3 separate regions of the Mus musculus genome follow, and regions 2 and 3 are each linked to region 1. A link is a contact called in public HiChIP or PLAC-seq data. All regions are on one chromosome and are shown on one strand. The core of a region is the stretch at or near the end of the contact, and the rest is flanking DNA. Distances in the headings are between cores, read along the strand shown. Region 1 holds the start of Tmem132e (transmembrane protein 132E). Region 2 has its middle 52 kb from the start of Gm11426. Region 3 overlaps Rffl (ring finger and FYVE like domain containing protein).

The links. HiChIP or PLAC-seq counts read pairs in DNA pulled down with a chosen protein or histone mark.
Region 2: a RAD21 HiChIP or PLAC-seq map of pro-B cells shows a contact between it and region 1, with 19 times the contacts expected there. The contact joins the enhancer-like site here to the promoter of Tmem132e in region 1. A contact is called at or near these places in 1 of 39 promoter capture datasets (embryonic stem cells), 4 of 15 datasets of contacts at CTCF or cohesin (hippocampal excitatory neurons, large pre-B cells, pro-B cells and 1 more), 21 of 484 Hi-C or Micro-C datasets (cerebellar granule neurons, cerebellum, cerebral cortex and 11 more), 23 of 115 datasets of contacts at active chromatin or transcription factors (the 230-238 cell line, VIP interneurons, astrocytes and 13 more) and 1 of 9 other capture datasets (embryonic stem cells).
Region 3: an H3K4me3 HiChIP or PLAC-seq map of forebrain shows a contact between it and region 1, with 5 times the contacts expected there. The contact joins the enhancer-like site here to the promoter of Tmem132e in region 1. A contact is called at or near these places in 7 of 115 datasets of contacts at active chromatin or transcription factors (SST interneurons, astrocytes, embryonic basal ganglia and 4 more).

What each region holds. Positions count from the first base shown.
Region 1 is chr11:82,386,916-82,390,924 of GRCm38.p6, forward strand. It overlaps Tmem132e (transmembrane protein 132E), which reads left to right and starts at 1,985. Exons shown (of 9, transcript NM_001304439.1): 1 at 1,985-2,198. The coding sequence starts at 2,132. It overlaps Gm38577 (a long non-coding RNA gene), which reads right to left and starts at 525. Exons shown (of 3, transcript XR_880073.3): 1 at 41-525.
Region 2 is chr11:82,683,187-82,687,292 of GRCm38.p6, forward strand. No RefSeq gene overlaps it. Among named protein-coding and RNA genes, the nearest start is that of Gm11426, 52 kb to the left of the region's middle. Within about 2 kb of position 1,730, at least 35 of the 459 cell types and tissues checked have an H3K27ac peak or open chromatin away from gene starts, as enhancers often do. A contact at or near this core is called in cerebellar granule neurons, cerebellum, cerebral cortex and 2 more, where this site is marked.
Region 3 is chr11:82,842,659-82,846,919 of GRCm38.p6, forward strand. The region is part of intron 1 of Rffl (ring finger and FYVE like domain containing protein); the gene reads right to left. Among named protein-coding and RNA genes, the nearest start is that of Rffl, 26 kb to the right of the region's middle. Within about 2 kb of position 2,588, at least 227 of the 459 cell types and tissues checked have an H3K27ac peak or open chromatin away from gene starts, as enhancers often do. A contact at or near this core is called in SST interneurons, astrocytes and forebrain, where this site is marked.

The DNA.
Region 1 (4,009 bases), core at 735-3,234:
AGTCTCTCCTCGGCCTCCAGCGGCGCCCCTTGCCTCTTACCCGAGGAGCTCCAACCAGAGGAGCTGGGCGCGGCAGCTTGTCTGATTCCCACCGGGTGCCCTGCAGACCCAGGAGGACTCAGAGGCTGTGGGAGGCTGCCCCCTACCCGCGCCTCGGATAGAACCACCGAAAACATCTCCGGCACCCTGCGGGGAGCTGGCATTCCCTGAAAAGGGACCTCGGTCGGCTTCGGCTGTGGCGTCTGCTCAGGAGAACCGCAGTCGCAGCAGCCGACCGACCCCTCTCGGATCGCACCAACCTTAATCTCAGAGGGGGAAAAAAATTAAATGTAAAGCGGAGTAGAACTGAACGGCGAGGCCAGCCCTGGGCCGGCTCTCATTAAGGAGCCGCGCGCGCCCCCAGGCTGGGAATGCGGAATGGACACGTGGACAGACAGGGGAGCCGGGGGAGGGGGAAGTCTCCGTGGCGCGCGAGCCGTGGGCTGCGCGCTCCGGGGCCACGTGATCACGGGGAATCTGGGAGGGGAGGGAGGAAAAGGGAGCGAGCGCGCCAAGCTGGGCGCCCGCCCGCTACGGTCCTGGTGGGCGCTGGATGCCGGACCGAGGAGGAGGGCAGCGAGCATCAGTGTGTGTGTGTGTCTTTCTTCAACCATTTACCGAGGAGCGCCGTGGAGGTGGCAGCGACTGCTTCGGTCAACTGTGGCTCCCCCGCCTCTTTTTTTTTTCCTCTGGTCCTTGATTCTTCTTCTTCCCCAACCCCACGTCCAAGGAGAGCTGGACCCCTATCGGCATCTCTATCTTTTCTAGGCCGCCTAGGTACCCGCTGCTGCCTCTCCGGCCAGGGGCTGCGCAGGTGCGGTTGCCTTAGCCCACTGGCCGCGCTCCCGCTTCTTGCCACCCGTAGCTGGGACTGGAGCGGCGATCTACTCGCCCAGACTGACTCCGAAAGAGCGACAGCCTGTGCCCTGCCGCACCGAGGCAACGGGCGAGCGGGTGTCCAGGGGCAAGGCGGGGGTGATGGGTAGGACGAGGGATCGGAGACTGTGAACCTCGGAAAAGTTCAAGGTTTGTGTAGGTTCCCCCGGGAAAGCGAGGAGAGGTGTGAGGCGGGGCAAGGTACCCCTGTGCTGAGACAGCGACACCCTACCGGAGAGGAAAGAAAAGGGTAGCCGGTGCTGCCGAGGGCTGACCACCCCATCTCTCATCCTACAACGCTTACGGGCTGGATACTGGAGGAGACGCTCTGGGAAGAAACGGCTCGAGCTGGGGCGCCTTAGCTGGCGCTTCCGCTCCTTCGCTTCTCCTAGCTTCATCTCCATGGGGCAGCGAGTGCCTAGAGCTCCACCCTTGCTCCAGCCACCGAACCCCAGCCTGGCCAGGCGGCGCCGAGTTGGCCTGTGCTAGCGCAGACCCCGGTCGAGACTGGAGAGAGTGCTGGAGTCCAAGACCGAGCACTGCGAAGGGACAAACATCTGGTCCCCCACCTCAGACGTTTCGTCTGGGCGTCGCCTAGGGTGGTGGCGACCCGCGTCGCCTGTCTCATCCCTGCAAGGAAACTTTTCCTTCCCCGGATGGATTAAAGTTGCCTGGATTTTCTCTCTTTGCGAAAGAAATCATCCGTTTCCTCCCGACCTGGGATTTTCCCTACTGCTGCAGGGCGCTTGGGAGAGGAAGAAAGCCGCGCTGTGCATGTGGGGTTACCACCGAAACCGAGGCGATTCGAGTTCGCGTTGGGGTTCTGTACCTACGAGCGAGTACGGATCTGAGCGGCGCGGCGAGGCCAGGGGCTTCGGCACGCGGCCCTCGGCAGCCACCGGGACGTTGGTGGCCACCGGGCCCTGGGACCGCACGTGCGGCTCCCCCCTCTCCTCGCAGATCCTGCAGGGGGCACCAGCCCGGGGAGGTGGAGACTCCTCCCGCCCCGAGCTGCGCCCCCGCCGGCTCCGAGGGTGTAGCCGGTGGTGCCCGGGACGCCCCTCCCCTCAAAGTGTCCCCGAATTGCGCTTTCTGGCCCCCGAAGCCTCAACAGACACAGCTGGGCGCCAGTGAGTTGGAGGCGACCGAGCCCAGCCTGAGACCAATTCGCCGTGGATCTCTACACCCTCGGACCCCTCCTGCCCCCGCTTCGGCCATGGCCCCAGGGATGTCGGGCCGCCGCGGCGCCGCCCTACTCTGCCTCTCTGTGCTGCTCGCCCACGGTAAGTGTCGCGGCGCAGACTCGGGGTGAAGATGCGGCGGGCGCCCCTGGAGGGGGCGCAGAGAGAACCGAAGGAAGGAGCACCTCATCCCAGTGTTCCCCTGGACTCTCCGCCGTCGCTACCAGCACGGTTCCCGGCTGCAGCGGGAGTCCGCTGAGGGGACCGAGGTCGGTCCAGGGGAGATTGGGGCGGGGGGGGGGTAGATTCCTCGGTCTCAGAGTTAGAATTCAGGGAAAAACCCGAGACCCTGGGGGCGTGTCAGCTCACGGATATCTAGAGGGGTGCGAGAGATCAGCTAGGTCGAGTCTCGGGTACCCGGCCGCAGCTCCCCATGCAGCGCGAGGGGCTGGGGACCACTGGGACCGGCGAGATCGCGGCTTCCGGGCCCGGCGCGCAGGCGGGTGCGGGCCGTGCCGCCGGCTGTCTGGCTTCCTGCGGCGGGCCTAGGACAGGGACGCGCACGGTTGGGGCCCGGGAGGCTTGTGAGCAGCATCTCAATGGCCGGCCGGCTCGCAGAGCAAGTCGGGCGGGGGTCTGGGCAGCGGGCGCGGGCCGGGAGACTGGCGGCGCGCGAAGGCAGCGGGGCCGCGCTCCAGCGTTCTGCAATCTGTTGCGTCTGCTCCCCAGGCTCGCCCTGGGCTCTGGGCTCTGCCGGAAAGGGGTGACGGAGGGAGGAACCCGGGGATGGTGCGCCCCAGCAGTGAGATGGGGGATATGAAGGTTGGAGGCAGGGGGTAGTAGGACAACCTCCCCCACCCAGAGTGGGAACTCAAGATGAGCCAGGAGGGCGCTGCGGCGGGCTTCCGCAAGCTGGAGATGCTCCAGGAGGAGAGGGGCGCAAACCTAAACGAGAGAAAGGGAGCTGTGGAAGCAAGGGGGCAGGGGCGGCGGGGAAGCGGCCCTCTGCTGCGCCCAAGTGAAACCAGCTGACCCGGGACAATTCCCCAACCAGCAAAGGACTAGCTAGGGATATAAGACTCTGATGCCCCACTCCCGAGAGGGTGAGCCAAGGACAGAATTGGAGAAGGCCTTAGTGGAGCGAGCCATCTGGATGTTTGAGAGAACCGTCCGTTTGTAGTGGTCAGCTTTTGCCCGAATCTGTGCAGTCCCTGGCAGCCTGATTTGAGTGTGCTGTGAACCTCCCCACGGTCTCTTAATTCGTTTTTGCTCCGCAACGAACCCCCCTCCGCGCCCCTCGCCCCGAGTAGGGTGTATTTTCAAGGTTGAAAGAGTAAAGAGAAAGTGGTCTCAAGGAATCATAGGGCCCAAGAGCTAGGAGGCAGAAGGGAACAAGCTGAAGCTCCTCTGGGTGTCTGGGTTTCTCCTGCTGTGGAGTAAGCTGTTTTGCCTTTGGTTGGATTCCCTGGGGATTGCTTTTCTCTTGATTCTTCACGGGAGCAATGAGCAGGCATTGACCAGCAGGAATAAGGTATGGAGTTGTGACTAGGGATGCAGCCAGAGAGAAATCTTCATCCCGCCCCCCCCCCCAGGATGGTTGACAGTGGGTAAGGGTAAGACAGCTGTGTGGGGCTGGTGGAGTCCTAAAGCTCAGCCTAGCAGGCTTCTTGTCTAAGCATGGCTCTTGCCCTTGTTGGAGCTCCATTCCCAGGTCATTTTGGCCCTTGGGTAGCTCAGTTGCTGTCCCTAGGTCCCAGCTACTCACTAGCATACTCTCAGGCCCAGCCACAGATCTGTTCTTCCTGACCTGCCAGAACTGTCTGCTTCCCAAGTCTTTGCCCTAGGCAGGCCTTCTGGAGCGTCTTGCCAGCTGTGAGCCTTTTATCTAGGGCTCCCGGCTGTCCCTGGGCCTA
Region 2 (4,106 bases), core at 480-2,979, 300 kb after region 1:
GGTCAGCCTGGGCTACATGACTCTATCTCAGAAACCCTGGAGAGCTTTCAGAACTGAAGAGCACTTGTTGCTCCAGCCGAGGACTTGAGAGTTCAGTTCCCAGTACCTACATGGTGGTTCGCAGCCATCTGTAACTCCAGGACCAGGGAATCCAATGCCTTCTTCTGACTTCCTCAGGCATGCATGCAGTGCACATGCAGACAAATCACTCATACGTAGAAAATAATTTTTCTGAAAAAGCATACATTGTAGACATTCTTACGTGCATAAGAGATGCCAGGATTCTGAGCAATTCTGCATGACACCTGCACCTCCATGTCTGAAGCTTTTATGTGCCCATCCAAGGAGAGGCGTGACTCCTGGGTACTCCAGGCAGCTCCTCTGTAAGGAGCCCAGGGTGTGCGGGTATAAGGAATAGTGACACTGGATACAATTCTGCTGGCATCGGCAGCACTACTGTAGGGCTTTATGGTCCTTCCCTTGCCCTCACAGTGGCCCTCTAAGTGTGATTGATGTCCCTGACTCTATAACTGAGGAAACCAAGGCACAGAGAGGATAAGTAAATTACCAGTGAGCTGAGCCGGCTACAGCCATGTTGGCTAATCCTGCTTCCCTATTGCTTCGATCCCAACCCTCCCACCCTCTACCCCTTACTCCCCAGCCGCCACCTGCCTTGCCTACCCAGATCCCACGCCCCTCTAGCACTAGTAACTGGGCACGGGCAGTGAGCTGACACCTTGCTCTGTGTACGCTAGGGTGGCACTTCCCTCTCTCTCCACCCAGGCAGCCATCTGCTGCTGCCATCTGCTTCCAAGGCCATACCTGAGAGAGGCCTAATGTAGCTGTAGACAGGCACCAGAAGCTCCAAGGTCTGGAAGAGGGCCTTTCCCTGGGGCACAAAACTGGACCTCTGGATTCCCTAGATACACAGCCCAACACCCAGAATGCCCTGAGCCCCAAAGGCCAAGATCTACTTCCCTCCTATGTGACTTGGGAAGGGAGTAAGGGACCCTGCCCTTCTCCTTCCACCTGCTAGAGCCCCCACCTAACCCTGGGAGCCAGTGGTCTCCACTAGAGGATCTGCAGAGGGTGCGTGGGACAAGGCTGCCCCCAACAGGCAGCTGGAGAAGGAGGTCTCTGGGCTCTGCGGCTGAAATCTCCTCCGCACCGGGATAGGGTGTGGGCTGTGTAGGATTTCTTTGCTGGATTATCTCCATGATCCTCAACCTCACCCTGAGGCAGAGAGAAATCCACTTAAATGATGTCAAGAGAGAACTTAGATCTGGGGTGGGGCCGGGAGTTTCTAAACCCCGAATTAGGATGTGGAACTTGGACAGAGTCAGATCTCTCACCCAGCACTGTCAGGACACTGCCAGAGAAGACATACCCCTTTCCCGCCCTGGACTGCTGACTCTGTGGTCCCATCCATCTCGTAGCCTCCAGTGGTCTAGAAGTACTTTCAGAGATCCAACCAAGAGCTCTCCTGCTGCAGCAAGATTTCTCAAGCTGAGTCCCGAAGCCTGGCTGGAGGCCTGGTTGTCCAGGGCAGAAAGAGATGTGCACAGGGCACCATTACAGGAGAAAATAGGGCAGAGCAGGTGTGGAAAAGGAGTCTTTGGGTAACAGACACTGAAAGCTGCAGGTCAGGGATGCACAACACAGCATAGCACAGCACAGCACAGAGCGCATCTCCGCAAGACAAATGCCTGTGCTTCTGTTGGCCCAAAGCCCGGTTTCCTCAAACTCAAGCCAGCTGCTCTTTTGCACCATTGGAACATAATCTGCAGCAAGGAGCCTGGGCCCAATCAACAGTAAAACCTCTAGCCCTTGCTTCAGAGCCAGCTCCAGTCTGGAGATGGCTGTCCTTTCCCGTGAGGCCAGCCTCGGGCTTTTTGTTGGTTGCGTATACTATTTATGTATTTATTTATCATTGTTAGCATGGTGGGCATGCTCACGATATGTGAGGAGGTTAAGAAGCCATGGACAAGGATCCCTTCTTAGAGAACTTTTGGGAGTCGGTTCTCTCCCCCTACCTTGTTGAAACAGGGTGTCTTGGTATTTCTATCACGTGGAGGGTATAGTCCAGGCTAACTGGTGCTCAGGCTTCAGGGAGATTCTCCTGACTCCACCTCACATCTCTCTAAATGTATTCTAGGATTACAGATGCTTGCCACCACGTGCAGCCTTTTAAATGTGAGTTCTGAGGTGGAACTCAGATAATCAGGCTTACATTGTAAACACTCAGATCCACCGGGCCATCTTGTGTGGCTGTGTTTTATATTTTTGAGAGAGGGTCTCATGTAGTCCAGGCTGGCCTGGAACTTGCTAAGAGGCTAGCTCTGATGTACAGGGCAGGTAAATCAGTTTCCCTGTCTGCATCTCAGATTTCTCCTCCCAGTGGGGGTGGGGTGGGGAGGGGCTCTCTCCATACAGAGGTAGGCACCCCCCCTTGTATTCTGACACCAGCCACAGTGTGGATCTGGCTCCTTCAGTCTGGGAATCACCAAAAAGAAAAAAATATATGGACTTTCTCCTGGCTCTGTCTTGGGGAGTTCCCAGAGCTGTTCTGCCCTTAGCTAAGGCAGGGTCTTTCAGAGCCCCCATATCTATGGTAGTGGGGCTATAGCCATGGACAAGGACCCCTTCTTAGGAAAAGCCATAGGATATCTGCTCAGCAGGGCCATTCACAGGTTAGCATGTTAGAGCCATGAAGCCCAGAGAAGGCAAGGGGTTGGCCTAAGGTCAAGGAATGAGTCACAAGCAACTTGCTGAGACAAGACAAATGCCTAGTCCCTGTATCCACCTTTCTCCTGAGACCAGAGACAACTTCATCAAGCCAAGAACCCTCCCTCCAGAATAGTACCTAGTGCCCAAGTAAATAGGGAGACCTGAGTTCAAATTCTAGCTCTTAAATACTTTTTACATAAACACCTCAGACATTCAAATTCTTTGAACTTGTTTGGGTGGGGTTTTTTGTTTGTTGTTGTTGTTTTGTTTTGATCTGCAACATGAATGTATAGATGCAGGCATGATGCCACATACCTATAATCCCAGTTCTTGGGATACTGAAGAAGAAGGACTACTGCTTAGTTTAGCCTCGGTTACCTAGTAAGAATATGTCAGAAATGTAGTTGGTGGGATTGCAAGCTTGTACAACCACTCTGGAAATCAGTCTGGTGGTTCCTCAGAAAATTGGACATAGTACTACCAGAGGATCCCGCAATACCTCTCCTGAGCATATATCGAGAAGATGTTCCAACTGGTAAGAAGGACACATGCTCCATTATGTTCATAGCAGCCTTATTTATAATAGCCAGAAGCTGGAAAGAACCCAGATGTCCCTCAACAGAGGAATGGATACAGAAAATGTGGTACATTTACACATTGGAGTACTACTCAGCTATTAAAAAGAATGAATTTATGAAATTCCTAGGCAAATGGATGGACCTGGAGGGTATCATCCTGAGTGAGGTAACTCAATCACAAAAGAACTCACATGATATGTACTCAATTATAAGTGGATATTAGCCCAGAAACTTAGAATACCCAAGATACAAGATACAAGTTGCAAAACACATGAAACTCAAGAAGAACGAAGACCAAAGTGTGGACACTTGCCCCTTCTTAGAATTGGGAACAAAACACCCATGGAAGGAGTTGCAGAGACAGAGTTTGGAGCTGAGATGAAAGGATGGACCATCTAGAGACTTCCACACCCGGGGATTCATCCCATAATCAGCCTCCAAACGCTGATACCATTGCATACACCAGCAAGATTTTGCTGAAAGGACCTGATATAGCTGTCTCTTGTGAGGCTATGCCGGTGCCTGCAAACACAGAAGTGGATGCTCACAGTCAGCTATTGGATGGAACACAGGGCCCCCAATGGAGGAGCTAGAGAAAGTACCTAAGGAGTTAAAGGGGTCTGCAACCCTATAGGTGGAACAACAATATGAACTACCCAGTACCCCCTGGAGCTCGTGTCTCTAGCTGCATATGTAGCAGAAGATGGCCTAGTCGGCCATCATTGGGAAGAGAGACCCCTTGGTCTTGCAAACTTTATATGCCTCAGTACAGGGGAACGCCAGGGACAAGAAGTGGGAGTA
Region 3 (4,261 bases), core at 1,338-3,837, 460 kb after region 1:
CACAAAATAAGAACACAGGACAGCATGCTGGGCCGAGACTTCAGCAAGCCCTTCAATTGTCAAATGAACTCAGAGTGACCATCTAGATGGCAAGAGAAACATACAACAAGCAGCCATGAGTCTGCGTTCATCCAACAGGAACCCAAAGCATCCATCTGATGAGAGCATATGGATCTTATAACACTTAAAAGACATTTAGACAATAAAGACATTTAGAATGTGGGGTGATCCCTAGGGACCCATTTCAGCCACTCTGCCTGATAGAACAGGCTCCAGACTGAAGACCTGAAGTCAGTCAAGGAATGAGATAACTAGAGAATAAGATCGAAAGTGCAAGAGTGAGAGAGAGAACAAGAAAGGGGGAAGGGAGGAAGAGAGAAGGGGGGAGAGGAGGGAGAAGAGAAGAGAGGGGAAGGACATTGAGGGGAGGGAGACAGTTGTAGAAACCCAAATAAGGAAGAATTATGAAACTTGGGAGGTCAAAGACTTCATAGATGTACAAATCTTTGGGGGATGAGATTCTGTCAGTCACGGAAGGGGCTGTTAGGGAAAGGATTAATCCTTAAAGCAGTGCTCCTCAACTTCCTAATGCTGCCTCCCTCCCTTTAATACAGTTTCTCAGGACCCCCCAGCCATAAAGTTATTTTCATGGCTACCTCCTAACTGTAATTCTGCTACTGTTGTGAATGTAATGTAAATATCTGTGTTTTCCAAAGGGTTTTCTGGACATCCCCAAAGGGGTAACAACCCACAGATTGAGAACCACTGCCCTAAAGGGTTATGTCATGGCCAGGGAATGGACAATGACCAGTGACGGTAGCTAAGGGAGATGGAGGCAGGCTGGTTCTGAGGAACCACAAGACAGAGTCAAGTCTGAAGTGCTTTACAAATCCTGGTAAGCAGCAATGGTTTAAGAAGTCTTGGGCAACAAGTGGAGAAGATGGGGGTCTGCCGAAGCTAACCATGAGAGTTCTGAGCAGGACTCGCACCAGTCTGTCTTTGGTATGTGACATCTTAGGAAAGAGTATTCTCTATGTTTGAAGAAGGCAGGCCCTGCCTGTAAGTATTCACAAAACAAAACTCTAAGCCAGTAGGGTGCTTAAAGAAAACAAAATGCTTAAAGAAAACAGTAAAAACTGTTTCCTGAGGTTGGAGAGACAGCTTAGCAGTTAAAAGTACTTCTAGAGGACCCTGGTTCAATTCCCAGCACCCACATAGTGACTCACTATAACTGCAGTCCGAGGGGATCTGATGCCCTCTTCAGGGCTTGGCAGGCACCAGGCATGTATGTGTATAGTGTACATACATACATGCAAGCAAAACACCCATACACATAAAAATAAAGGGGAAAAATGCTTGTCCCTCACCACCACCAGACAGGGTCTCAATATGTAGCTCTGACTGCCCTTGAACTCACTCTGTAGACCAGGCTGGCCTTGAACTCATAGATCCACCTGTTCCTGGCTCCCAAATGTTAGGATTAAAGGCGTGCGCCACGCTGGCTGGCTACGGGAATTTTGTTTTATCTGTCATTGAAAGCCGTGACTGAGGATGAAGGAAAGCCCTCTGACCAGTATTCCAATATAGCTAGCCGGTCTTTGCAACCACAGGTCTTCCACATTTAGAGGATGTGAATATAAAAACAAATGAAAGGATGGCAGGTATAATTAACAACGTTCAAGCATACAGCAATATACATGGCATATAAGACAATAGATATGCCACATTCCTTGTATACAATGGCTAGCCTGCTCAGGTCTAACATCCGCTTAAGGATCACTTCAAAGAATGGAAGAGCTGGCTTTGGACTCCCAAACTGAGACCCCTTGATCCACATCTGAGGGCCCAAGGGTTCTCCAGTTTCTACAGCCAGTTTAGTCTGGCTTGAGGAAACAAAACCATCTGGGGTTACCTGCTTTTGCCTGTCTCATCTGAGTTCAGTATAGTTGTGTACGCGGTGACCTTATGCGGTTTTTGATAGCGGGACTGGGGTGGGGAGGGGGCTTGGCTATGTCTCTCAAGCAGTTTGTCAAGGTTTGTCCAATTGCCAGTAAGGCTCAAATCTGAGAAATACTGCTAGTCTAGAAAGATATAATGAGGGTAGCTGAATTTATGAACATATTTGAGGGTCCTGGAGGGAATGGGAGACGTCAAAGCCTTCAGCACCTTGACATTTATGATAGTGAAAAAATGATAGGCTATTGAGAAAGGGAAAATGAAGCCTGCTGGGGAACCACTCAGTAGTATGCCAGCCAGGCGGGATAGAAGGCAGGGCAGAGGGCGTGGGGGTGGGGTGGTAAGTGAAGGCTCCCTGCTGAAGTTCAGGGAAGCGTGAGCAGGAAACCATGTACCACCATCACAGTGTGGTGTGTGACAAAATACACAAGATTCCCACATTCCCATTCTATGGCTGCAGCCATAGCATACTCTCTGGAGGAGCCTCACCCAGGCTTGGAAAGTAAGCAGCTGCTTTCAAGAAGTGACTTCTGGGCTAAATGAGCTGCCCAGGTGTTTCTGAGACACGTGTACAGAGCCTGGAGCCAGGGAGAAGCGCAGGGGAGGAGGCAGAGTGTCCAGAGATGACCCTGCCAGGTCACTTAGACAGAGTCTAGAGGCAAGGACAGGAAAGAGACGTGCATGCGGGGACCCGAACAGAACCAGGAATGAGAGGAGGCTGTTCTTCACATCGGGTCAGAGGAAGGATGGTGGGCATGAAGCCATGGTAGACAGCGTTGCCCACAGCTCAGCAGCCAGGTACTAGGAAGGGGAGCAAATGTACCTGCCTGCCTTTCCTTTCACTCTAACTTAGCTTGAGCGAACTGTTTCTCGTAAGACACAAAAAGAACAGAAAAGGGGAACTAAGATATGACTGAAGCTACATAGCTTTTAAACGTCATTGGTCTGCTCAGGTCTAACACACCCAGATCCCCTTAGAAAGGACACGTGTCCCCCTTAAGGGCTTCGAAGATGGAAGAGCTGGCTTTAGACTCCCGGACTGAGAAGCCCTGATTCACATCTGAAGGCACAATTCTCCAGTGCTTACCCCCAGCCTAGTCTTGCTTAAGGAAACCAAGAAAAACCATCTGGGGTTACCTGCTTTTGCCTGTCTCAAAACACTGCCACAGCAGACAGTGGGCTGCCCGAAGAAGCTGCGGCTGAGGTCGCTGGAGCCATGTTCGGATGAGATCATCTCAGGGGCCAGCAGCAGCTGCTCTCAGGGACAGTGAATGGTGCCGCCTGGGGACGGAGCTTTGGTAAGCAACGTTGCAACAGAGCTCAGGCTTCACCCAGGGCAGTGCTGACTCACGCCAGCAAAACTCCCATTTCCCAAACAGCCCAGCCGAGCCAGCAGCAACCGACTGCAGCCTAACAAAGAGACAAAGGTAGATTCACCTGGGGGTGGGGGAGAGCCAGGTGAAGCTCATTTCCCCCACTGCTAGAGCCCCTACCTGGGAAGCTCTGGTGGCCAGTTTCTGAAATTTCATCTCAGAACAGCCTGAGGCTCCCCACAGCCAGCTGCTGCAGGTAGCAGGCTCACAGCTCTGAAGATTTTCCCTGGAGGGTGATACACAAGTTGCTTTGCTTTGTAAAGGGTAACATTGGGGTCAGGGGGCTGGGAGAACTAGCCTAGTCCCTGGCGGCGGGTGGAATCCGACCGCTGACTTTTTATCAGCCCTAACCAGCTGGCTTCTCTTTTCCCACCCAGCCTCCTCTGACCTCTCTATTTCCTTAGACAACTAGACTTCTCTCATTAAAACAAAACTAGCAGGGTCCTTTTCTACCTCCCTAGTTGCCAAACTCCCTGCTAAAGTAACAACATCTACTGTCATATTTTTGGAATACCTAAGGAACATAGGAGGTTGGCCTTAGTATTCGTCCTTAAAAAGCAAAGTCCTTAAATGTGTATCAATTCTTTCTTTCTTTCTTTTTTTTTTTTTTAGAAATACAGGTTGTAGATTTTATTATTATTATTATATGTAAGTACACTGTAGCTGTCTTCAGACACTCCAGAAGAGGGCATCAGATTTCATTAAGGATGGTTGTGAACCACCATGTGGTTGCTGGGATTTGAACCCGGGACCTTTGGAAAAGCAGTCGGCGCTCTTAACCACTGAGCCATCTCTCCAGCCCCAATTCTTTCTTATTAGCCTGTTTATTTATAAATCAATTTGAGAATAACTGGCTCATTAAGAGCTATTCATTATTATTGAATTAACCCTGACAGGCTAGAATTGGCATTGGTATTACACACACACACACA